2 separate regions of the Mus musculus genome follow, and region 1 is linked to region 2. A link is a contact called in public HiChIP or PLAC-seq data. All regions are on one chromosome and are shown on one strand. Each heading gives the region's core, a stretch centred on a gene start, on an enhancer-like site or on the middle of the called end of the contact. The rest is flanking DNA. Distances are from core to core; before and after follow the strand shown.

The links. HiChIP or PLAC-seq counts read pairs in DNA pulled down with a chosen protein or histone mark.
Region 1: an H3K4me3 HiChIP or PLAC-seq map of bone marrow-derived macrophages shows a contact between it and region 2, with 4 times the contacts expected there. The contact joins the enhancer-like site here to the promoter of Itpka in region 2. A contact is called at or near these places in 3 of 39 promoter capture datasets (the 3T3-L1 cell line, hippocampal neurons and liver), 1 of 115 datasets of contacts at active chromatin or transcription factors (bone marrow-derived macrophages) and 1 of 9 other capture datasets (liver).

What each region holds. Positions count from the first base shown.
Region 1 is chr2:120,379,535-120,385,025 of GRCm38.p6, forward strand. It overlaps Tmem87a (transmembrane protein 87A), which reads right to left. Exons shown (of 20, transcript NM_001110496.1): 8 at 1,233-1,294; 9 at 57-240. Among named protein-coding and RNA genes, the nearest start is that of Ganc, 22 kb to the right of the region's middle. Within about 2 kb of position 2,102, at least 3 of the 459 cell types and tissues checked have an H3K27ac peak or open chromatin away from gene starts, as enhancers often do. A contact at or near this core is called in bone marrow-derived macrophages, where this site is marked.
Region 2 is chr2:119,739,046-119,744,478 of GRCm38.p6, forward strand. Itpka (inositol 1,4,5-trisphosphate 3-kinase A) reads left to right here and starts at 3,292. Exons shown (of 7, transcript NM_146125.2): 1 at 3,292-3,816. The coding sequence starts at 3,334. Gm25857 (a small nucleolar RNA gene) reads right to left here and starts at 1,911; the gene lies at 1,783-1,911.

The sequences.
Region 1 (5,491 bases), core at 852-3,351, 640 kb after region 2:
CCACACATGTACATAAAATAAACAAAAAATTTAAAATGGCACCTTTTAAAACATACCAGATTCTCCTTTGTATCGGATATTCTGAAATTCTGCATAAAACACAGCTTTCTCAAACATTCCAAGAAAGATGACAGCACCAATCCAAAATTGAATTCTCAGGAGATCTCTCCAGTAGCAAGCAGACCATGCCAGCCAGAGAACACCAAATAGTACGTACACAATACACATCACCATGAAAAACTGTTATCCAATTGGGAATGAAATAAAAAGCAGAATTAGAGCCAAGAACAAATTATTCAGATTTAAAATCAGCATACAATAAATATAAAAACCTCAAACAGTCTCTACCTTCTCTTCGAAAAATAACTGTATCTCTAGCATGTAATACTAATAAATAAGAAAGAATGATCTAGTCTAGATCTAGAATGATGTAGACTAGAGGCAGACTACAGAAATAACTGTCCTCAAAAGTGCCTGCTCCTTGCACTGATTGGGCCTTTTTAGCTCAGAATTCAGTGATAAAGTGAAGACAGCAGTGCAGACAACAGAGACCTGACAAGTCATGACTCAAGAAACACAACTGAAGAGGAAAACTACTAAAGGCAAGGGAGAGAGAGGGATCATGAACACAAGTCTGCAAACAGACAAGGTCCTCAGCACAGGCTTATGCGGTCTGCACACTCATATAAAGATGATGATACATGCTTCAGTCACTGTGAGCGGGCCCAGAGCTGGGTATCCACTGTTCTAGAGCCCAAATGTATGCTGTGAGGGGGCTACTGAGATTCTCCAGGCCACAAGTCATGACAATTTCATCCTACAGATAAAGGGGTCCCACAGGACTACATACACTCTCTCAAGGTCACTGTCTAATAAGAAGTTAGGGGCTGGGGAGGTGTCTCAGTGGTTAGGAACAACTGTTGCTCTTGCAGAGGACCTGGACTGAGTTCCCAGCATGCACATAGGGGCTCACAATAACCTTAACTGTAGTTCAAGGGGATCCAATGACTTTGTCTAATCTCTGCCGGCACGAGGTTCTCATATAGTACACAATCGGAACAGGCAAAACACTTACACCCCTAATGTAAAATAAGAAAATCTAATTTAAAAAGTTAACACCAAAACCTCAAGTAGCATTTTCTGAATGGCACTGGGATAATCCTTGATACTGCTACAAAACAGACAATTTCATATTAATTTACTGACAAGGTTAAAAAGACATGTTGACTTACAATCATCAGTGGGTAGTCTTCAAGAGTAAGGTATTCATAGGGACCCTTTACTTCAACAGTCACTGGCAAAACACAGATCTCAATTAATTTGATAGATTCAGTAATCAAATAAAACCCAATTAGTGTTTATTTTATGAAATTAGTAAAAGTTTCATCACTCACTTTTAAGTACTTCAATCATGGTGGAAAATGCATTAGATATAGTAACCTTTGAAAATGATGACTTATTCTTACAGTTGTTGATTTGGCTGGATGGATTTTTTCAAGACTCAGGTCCCCCTCATCATCAACACCCTGTAAGCACTGACTGTAAGCACAGGCTGACCTCCTCAGCTCCACATTCACAGCCTGTAAAGACTACACTCACTGGCACTGCTTCACAAAGCCATCCCCGAGAGCTATTCATCCATCGAGAGCTATTTCACCTTCTTTAAATTCAAACACTCTTGGTATAATACTTCTTACAGTGCATTCCTAATATTCTTGTCTTCTGCCCATCATTACGATTCCCTAATACTTTTTTACTTATTTTTTTATGATCTTGCAAGATGGATGTCACTTTCAAATGAGAATTTTTTTTTAATTTCATAATGAACTATATAAGTAATACACCCTTCCTAGTAAAATAAGATGTAAAAATAATCTGGCAGTTTAATTATATAAGCAGAATCCTACTCAAGAATGAAAACCAAAACAAACCCAAGAAGAATACACACAAGTCCTGACAAAGCACAGCTCTATTTATAAAACATAACTGACATTTCCCAAAACTTGGTACCAAACATTTTGCAAAAACCTGACTAAGTAAATAAATACTATTTAAGGAACCAAAAAATGTGTTATGTACAAAATGAGTCAGAGAAATCTGCCTCCTTGAAGCAACTCTACTGATTATAAGATTAACTGTTTTGAGCCAGTCCTGGTGGTATGGGTGTGTAGTCCCAGTATCTGGCGGGACTCTGGAAGATCCAGAGCTCTGGGGTAGCTCAGCTACATACAGCCAGTCAGAGCCAATCTTTTACATTACAATAAAAGATTGATGATTGCCAGGTGGTGGAGGAGCGAGCACATCTTTAATTCCAGCATTTGAGAGGCAAAAGTAGGTGGGTCTCTGAGTGCAAGGCCAGCCTGGTCTACAGAACAAGTTCCAGGACAGCCAGGACTACACAGAGAAACCGTGTCTTGAAAAACAAAAAAACAAAACAAAAAGATTGATGGTTTAAAAGCTGTCACTAAAAGAGCTGAAAAAATTCTAGAAATAGTTGCTAAGTCAAACTCTGACTTGGCTGGGCCTGGTGCATGACGTTAATCCTAGCCTTGGAGGCCAGGCTCCATCAAAAGTTTTAATGAGAAGATGAAAGAAGTCACTGTGGTGACACAGAATTATATTCTCCCCATTTGAGAGCCTGAGGCAGGAGGATTTGTTGCAAATTTGAGGCTAACCTAGACTATACAGCTAGACAAAACAAGACATTTGGGCTGGGTACAACACTTGCATAGCATATGTGGGCTCTGGGTCTAATCCCAGCACTGAAAAAAAAAATGAAAGAAGAGAACTTTCAGAGACAATTCTAGATTTCCCAGTGGTACTGTTGATCAAACCATGCCTTAATGTGCTTCCTCCAACAGATGTGTAAAAAACAAAAAAGGAGAAAAAGAAAAAGAAAAAAAAAAGACATTAAATGTGAAAACAAGACAAGTATTTCCAGGAATCAAGATGGAATGGAGACAGAACAGTGCAGAAGGTTGAAGCACAGTCATGCAGGACTCTGGTCGTGAAAACAAGGTTTACATGCCCGTTTACATGCAGTTCCTTTGTGAGCACTGAAACAAGTCAGAGTCAAACAGGAGAAAGGACAGGGTCAGGGTTGAGCGTGAGGTGGGCCTCTCCCCTCCCTCTCTGAGACAACTGAAAAGAAATACCAGCAACTGCTCTTCTCTGCCTGTTTGTTACCTGTCAGAAAAGTGTGAAGCCAGAGCAGCAGTTCTCAACCTGTGGGCGGCACTCCCCTTTGGGGTCAAATATCAGATATTTACATTATGATTCATAACATAACAGTAGCAAAATTATAGTTATGAAGCAGCAATGAGAATAGTTTTATGGTTGGGGTCAGCACAACATGAGGAGCTGTATTAAAGGGTCGCAGCATTAGGAAGGTTGAGAACCATACATTCTGAGTTCCAGAAATTAAAGCAGGTCACTACCTGGTCCACCTAGATCTGCTATACCGCCATATCACTACAGGGCAAAGTAAAGCCCATTGCGAATTGGGAGTTAAGGACTCAACACAAGGATCACAAAAATCTAAAAGAAAGTCAAGTAAGAAAGGTCAATGAGCTAGGTATGGTAACATAAGTCTTTAGTCTCAGCATTCAGGAGGCAGAGGCAGGAGGATCTACATGAGTACAAGGCCAACCTGATCTACAAAGCGAGTTCCAGGTCAGCCAGAACTACAAAGAGAAACCCTGTCTCAAAGAAACAAAATAAAAAACAACAAACAAACAAACAAACAAAAACAAAGAAAGATCAATGAAATATGTAAAATGGTCTGGGAAATTAACAAAGCCAAAAACAAAACAAAATTCCATGGAGATTTAACTAACTAAAGAAGACAAAGGCAATATGAAAAATGTTGTTATTTATGTAATTCTTGGTTTTCTTTATGATATACACACATGTTATATGTAAGCATGCACACATGTGTGGAGGCCAGAGGCTGGTGTCAGGCAGCTTCCTCAGTTACTTTCCATCTTATTTTTTGAAACAGATCTGGCTCTCAGCAGCTATGCTGGTTGGCCAGCAAGTTCCAGGGATCTGACTCTCCTCTCCTGTGCTGGGGTTACAGAGGTTTACCACTGTGGCTCTTACCACTGTGGCTCTTACCACTGTGGCCTGCTCTTCAGCTGGGAGTTAAGAATACAAACTCAGAACCCTCTGCTACAGCAACAAGTACTTTACTGACCAAGCCATCACCCAAACCCATCATTTCTAGGGTTCTGTAACAGGGTCTCAAAGACTCCATGCTGGCCCCAAATTCACTATGTAGCCAAGCATGGTCTTGAACTCCTTGATCCTCCTGCCTCAAACCCCCTGATTGCTGGGATTATGTAGATTCACTTTGCCTACCAATATTAAAGACTGTAAAAAAAAAATAGAGATACTTGCAAAGAAATATGATGAAAAAAAGACTTGTCAATAAATTTGAAGTTGTAAAAGCAATCAAGAATTTCTCAAAACACGTACACCTCTGATTCAAGGGGAAGAGAAGGACGAGAATAAAATACTTCTCATAGAGAAAGTCTACCCAGGCTGATAGTCTGTCAGATTGCAACAGGAGTACAGGAAAGTTCTCACAGAAAAAAAAAGGTGAATTTACTCTTTAAAACTGTTTCATAGACTATGAAAGTAAGGACATTCTCCAATTCACTACATGAGGTTATCATAATCTGCATGCCGAATCAGTGATAATAAGAAAATAAAATTACAGGAAAACTCATCTTGAACACAAACAATAAACAAAAGGAACCCAACAATGTATATGAATGGAAAGATACGGGTGTGTTTGTGTGTGTTAAGACAAAGCAAAACTTAAAGAATGGTTTCAAACTAGAATCCTGTTAATACAACGCAGCACAGCATCACCAAGGAGAAAGCCTATGTGATCGTTCCTTTAAAAAACAAAAAAAACCAAACAACAACAAAAATACAGGGCCTCACTGTTTAGCCTGCTAGGGTTCCTGGATTGGGTCTTGAATTTATAATCCTCTTGCCTTAGGCTCTAGAGAGCTGGGTTACATAGGTAAAAGCAAACATGCTTATTCTATGATAATTTTAATGCATATACAATTGAGCCTTTGATTAAACTGAGCCTTCCTTCTTAGTATTAAAAAGAAGAAGAAAATAGTAAAGTTGGAAAACAAGGGCATCTTTATCTAATTAAGTGATATTCTGGGGGGGGGCGGAAATCTATAGTAAACATTGTATTTTGTAATGAAATGTACCAATATTGCCAATAAATTCAGAAGTAAGACAAGGATACTCTACCGAGAAAGCAAGGCTAGGGAAGGAAACTACACAGTACAAATTAAAACCAAAAATGGAAACCACAGAGAAACTACAACTAGTTACTGCAAAATTCCAGGTGAAAGGTAAAGACTGTCAGTTGTGTAGTTACAAAGAAGGAAGGAAGATAAAAAATTCTTGAGGAACTGGAAAGATTGCTCAGCAGGTCAGAGTACAAACCCCTCTTCCAGAGGAC
Region 2 (5,433 bases), core at 2,042-4,541:
TTTGCTTCAGCACCTGGAGTGGAGGCAGAGGATAGAGATAAATTGAGCACATGGGGGCGGCGGGGGGGGGGGGGACACGGACACGCACACATGCACACACACGTGCACACACATGCACACACGAACACAAATGTACAAGCACACACACTCACATGCACACATGCATGTGCACACATGCACTAATGCATACACACAGACACAGACACACATTCACATGCACAAACACACAAGCAGGTGCACACACACACACACACACACACACACACACACACACACACACACACACACACACACGCATGCACCCCTTACTTTGCTCTTTCTATTTCCAGGCCTCTCCTTCCCTATATTTTTGTCCCATGGCTGTTGACCTCCAGGAGAGACATAACCCTCACACATACTGAGTCCAGGTGGCTAAGCAACAGGGAAAGGACTCAGGCACCTTAGTATTTGAAGGTATAGGAGGACTAACCCATGAGATGCCTCAAGAAAACAGGTTGAAAGCTGGTTGTGGTGGCACATGATTGTGAGCCCAGCGCTCAGGAGGTTGAAAGTCAGCCAGGGCTGTCAAGATGGCTCAGTGGTTAAGAATGGTTAAGACTGCTCTTCCAGAGGTCCTGAGTTCAATCCCCAGCAACCACATGGTGGCTCACAACCATCTAAAATGAGATCAGATGGCCTCTCCTGGTGTGTCTGAAAACAGCTACTTTGTACTTACATAAAATAAATAAATAAATAAATCTTTAAAAGAAAAAAGAAAGTCAGCCTAGGCCACATATCTGGACTCTGTCTCAAAAACCAGATACTTTGTTTCCTATGACAGTTAGCTGGTCTGTGGCCAAAGCAGAATGACTCGGTGGCCTAGCTCAGAACAATCCCTCAAGGACCCCCCAAAACCTTGACATAGTCCTCTATGCCCCAGCTCTATGCCCCTTGTTCCCTTCCAGACCTTTTGTTTCTCAGCACACAGGAGGCCACCACCCCACACACTCCATAAACTGATTTCCTTCACATCCCTTCTACTCAAGCAACAAGAAGTGGAGGAAGCTGGGTATGTTAGCTTACATCTGAGGCCCTGGTATTGGGAGGCTGAGGCAGGAGGATTACTAGACTTGGAGGCTTACTATTTATTAGTTTATTATGACCTATCCAGGCCTTGCCTCAGTATGGAAGTTCCCTCTGTTTTCTGCCTGTCCTTATTCATCTAACAAAATCCACCTAGACAGCACATACTGTTGTTATTGTTGAGAAACGGTTTCATGTAGCCCAGGCTGGCCAGCTTATAACTATGGATGGATGGCTTGAATCCCTGATCCTTCTCCTTCTGCCTAATAGAAGGTAGCATAGACATTCTCTGTGGCCCACAGCAACATTCTTTGGTTCCTGCTAAACTTGGGTGAGGACGTGATACAAGAAAAATAATTGTTCTGGGATTTCTCTCAGCTGCTAGGCTAGACCTTCAGCCTACTAGTCCAGCATTGTCCACACACTGCCTGGCACACAGGTACCCAGTAACATGCTCCCTCCTCCCTCTTCCTATTTTCCTCTGTCAGGTCCCAGTCTACCCTCTGAGATTCCCTGCTACAAGCTGGCATAGCTCTGGGCTCAAACACTCAGACATGCACACCTCTGCCCCAGAAAACGTTTCCAGGAGTCCATGCTGTTTCTTCACTTCTCCAAGGAGGAAGCAAGTGTTCAGACTGTGGTTTCCTTTCTCTTTTGCTTTCATTCCTCCCACACACCTCCTCCTCCTCCTCCTTTTTTTTTTTTTTTTTTAATTCCAAAATCTATACAGAAGCTGAGTGGCAGCTGCAGGCACTGTGATGACCTGGGCTGTCAAAGCCTCCCCATTACTCTGGCATGCAGTTGGAGATCCCATGGCTACAAGCAGCCACCGCCCCTGGAAACACCCCCCCCCAACTTCTCCCTTTATCAGTCAGTCATCTAGAGATCTTCTCTCTTTGCGAAAGGTTCTCCTCCTCCCTCTTAACTTCTGGCTGAAGAGAGAAAAGGCAAGTCTCATACTTAACCCTGGGCTTGCCCCAGCAATCCCAGGGTTGTTGTTCTAGGTGTTCCATGACAGGACCCTCAATTCTTTTAGGGGAAGGCAGACAAGTCTGGCTTCTGCTCACAGTAGCCTTGAAGTTCAGCTGAGCACCTGCAAGCAGAGGCCAGAGACCCATTCAGAGATGACAAGAAGGATTTCCAGTGTCTGAACTTCTACATCGGTGTTCTCTTTTCAGTATGCAGCCATAACTCTAGGCCGTGTGAAGTTTTTCTTCTGTTTACAGATAGGGAGATGGATAGAAGGAGTGAGCCAAGATAGGGTGGCCCGAGACACTGGCTGTCTATTACAACACTAAAAAACACTCGCATTTTTGGAGCACCAAGACTTTTTCGTTCCTTTCATGCTGGGCATGGAATCCAGTTCTAGTCGCGTACTACGCAAGTGCTCTACCGCTGAGCTACGCACTCAACACCCATCTCTAAAATTTTACTCTCAGAGCAACCCTGCAGCTCCGCGACGAAGGAGATTCAGCAGTTCAGAGAGGCGAAAGGACTCCTTTTGAAACCACAAAGCTCCAAAGGGGCAGGAGGGGGAGGAGGAGAAGAAACAGCTAGTGGGGGGCTGGAGAGGGGCGGTGGAAATGCAGGCCACCACCGGCTGTGATACTTGGAGAGAGTCAGACTCCGCCTCTTGACCTTGTTCTCTGCCCGCTGGGAAGTGGAGAGCTTCGAGGGGTGGGGGTGGGGAGCAGTCTCAGCTCGACCCTGGCCACAGACTCTAGTTGGGCACACTCCTTGAGGTGTGGCTTCCTTGGGTGGCTGACGGCCTTGAACTCCGAATTAAGGGGCCCAGGCCAGAGAAAAGCCCCAGAGACTCAAAAGACTTTGACCAGGAAGGTTGGAACACGGAAAGGAGCCCGAGGAAGCGAGTGAAAGAATGGGCACAGCTTCTTCCTGTGCAGATTAAGACCTCTGGTTCCCATTGAAGGAATCCCTCAAAAGCCGCGGGAGGGCACTGGGCTCAGGTGCGGGGCAGGTCCCTTCTGCCACCTTGAGGGCAGGTCTAGAGATAAGGCGGGGGCCGGACCTGGGACTTCCACGTTACACTCGGGACACTGCAAGCCTCCTGCAGCAGCGAGGGCCCCCGGAGGCCCGCGCTTTCTCAGAAAGTGAAAGGAGTGGGCGGGGGGCGCGGCCGGGGCGGGGCGCGGCCGGGCGGGCGTTGCCGAGGCTCCGCCCCGGGGCAGTCCCAAGCCCGGGGCGCTGAGCGTCTACAGTCCCCGCCGCGCCGCGGGCTGGTGGGCTCGGCTGCGGCTCCGGTGCCGGGAGATGACCCTGCCCGGGCGCCCGACGGGCATGGCGCGGCCACGGGGCGCGGGGCCCTGCAGCCCCGGGCTGGAGAGGGCTCCGCGCCGGAGCGTCGGGGAGCTGCGCCTGCTCTTCGAAGCGCGCTGCGCCGCAGTCGCCGCTGCAGCAGCCGCAGGGGAGCCCCGGGCCCGCGGGGCCAAGCGGCGTGGGGGACAAGTGCCCAACGGGCTCCCGCGTGCTGCCCCTGCCCCGGTGATCCCTCAGCTCACTGTGACAAGCGAGGAGGATGTGACCCCGGCCAGCCCAGGGCCGCCAGACCAGGAGGGGAACTGGCTCCCAGCTGCGGGGTCGCACCTGCAGCAGCCACGCCGCCTCTCCACCTCGTCCCTCTCCTCCACCGGCTCCTCGTCGCTGCTCGAGGACTCGGAGGACGATCTGCTGAGCGACAGTGAGAGCAGGAGCCGCGGCAACGTGCAGCTGGAAACCAGCGAGGACGTGGGGCAGGTACGGGCCGCGGGGGCGGGGCCAGCGGGGGCTGCGCGCCGGGGACTCCGCTCTCTGCTCTGCTCTGACCGGCTTGCGTTCCCCGCCGAGAGCCCAAGCGGGGGACAGGGGGCATGGGGGCGGAGAGGGAGCCCAGGACGACCTCTCGCCTTGGTTCTTTTTCGGGGGCTAGGCAGGCGATGGTAACTGAGTGCCTGGGCGTCTAAAGGAGGTTGAGGAGTACGCGACCCACGGAGCGGGAGCCGGCGGGTCGGCTGGCGTACCTGGGTAACTGTCAGGTAGGGCTGGAGAGATCAGAGCGGGGTAGCCTTGCCCCGGGAGCCCTGAGAGAAAAAGGGGCGCGTGAGCTTTTCCCTCTCCTCCCCCTCTCGGTGCCGCGGCCCCACCCCCGCCGTTGCCACGGTTTCCCTCTCTTGAGTGGGAGTGGAGCGGAGCTCCTGGCTCTGCTCCGGAGCCGCTGCCGTCTGCTCCCCGCGCGCGCACGAGGCGTGGATGCGGGAAGGGAGGGGCGCAGGGCTAGAACCGAGCGGAACCAAGATCCACCTGCTGCGTCCCCCCTCCTCGCCCTGGCCTACTGCTCCTAAGTGTCCTGGGAAAGGTAAACTGAGGCTGACAAGAGCTTGCTAGTCTCTGTATGGCAATGTGAATGTTCCCGGGCCAATTTAACCGGCAGCTATCACCAGCCAGTGTGAGGTGAAGTCATTATTCGTGGTATGGCCCTCCTTGACTGGAGGTTGAACTCAGGGCCTCAAACACAGTAGGCAAGCACAACCACCACTGAGCTACATCCTAGCCCTCTTTTCTTGACACTAAATTGCCAAGTTACAGTGAAACACAGTCTATAGCCTATTCGGGCCTTGAACCTGCGATCCTCTTGTGTCAGTAATCTCCCTTGTTTTAACCATGGCCAGATAACTAAACTAACTGCCTGTGGACTGTGCAGCGTTGCTCTAGATGCATTTTACGCAAGCGTTCCTCGAGTGGAAAGAGAGAGAGAAAAAAACCGGGAACGCCCCGCTCTGCCCTGAAGGCCGCGTCCTGGCGACTTCGAGAGTAAGACGCGCGCCCAGGTTGCCTAGACACCTTGAGAAGAGCGCCGAGGTGTGGCCTGGGCCTTCTGGAACCTGGCATCCCTGCACACTAGGATTGGACCGAGGGAGGCAGTGTAACGACTCGAAGTGGCACTGTGACTCAGAGACTTGCAATACAAAAGAGAAAAGAGGGTGGGGGACTCACAGCAAGGATGTCGTCCCCCCACTTCCCGTCATCAGGTGTAGGTGCGGGGGCTCAGTCACGAGTCCTCTGTGCCTTTCGTCCTGACACCGTACGATCCGGTACGGTGGTCGTTCTTGGGGCGACTCTAGACTAGGTACTGAGGCGAATGTCGCCGAGGCCGAGGCTTCCCCAATACTGTGACTTGTGAGCAGTGGGAGGACCTCTGAAGAACCTGTACCGTAGATCTGCCACTCCCCTGCTCTAATCTCTGACACGGAGAGGCGGGCCCCTGTGAAGGGCGCGACCGGTGAGAGCTGGGAGGACCCGGGCTAGGGCGCAGGCACACCCGCTTCCCTGTTCCGCCCGCCAGGACCCCCTAATTGCTCAGGGAGAGGCTGTGTG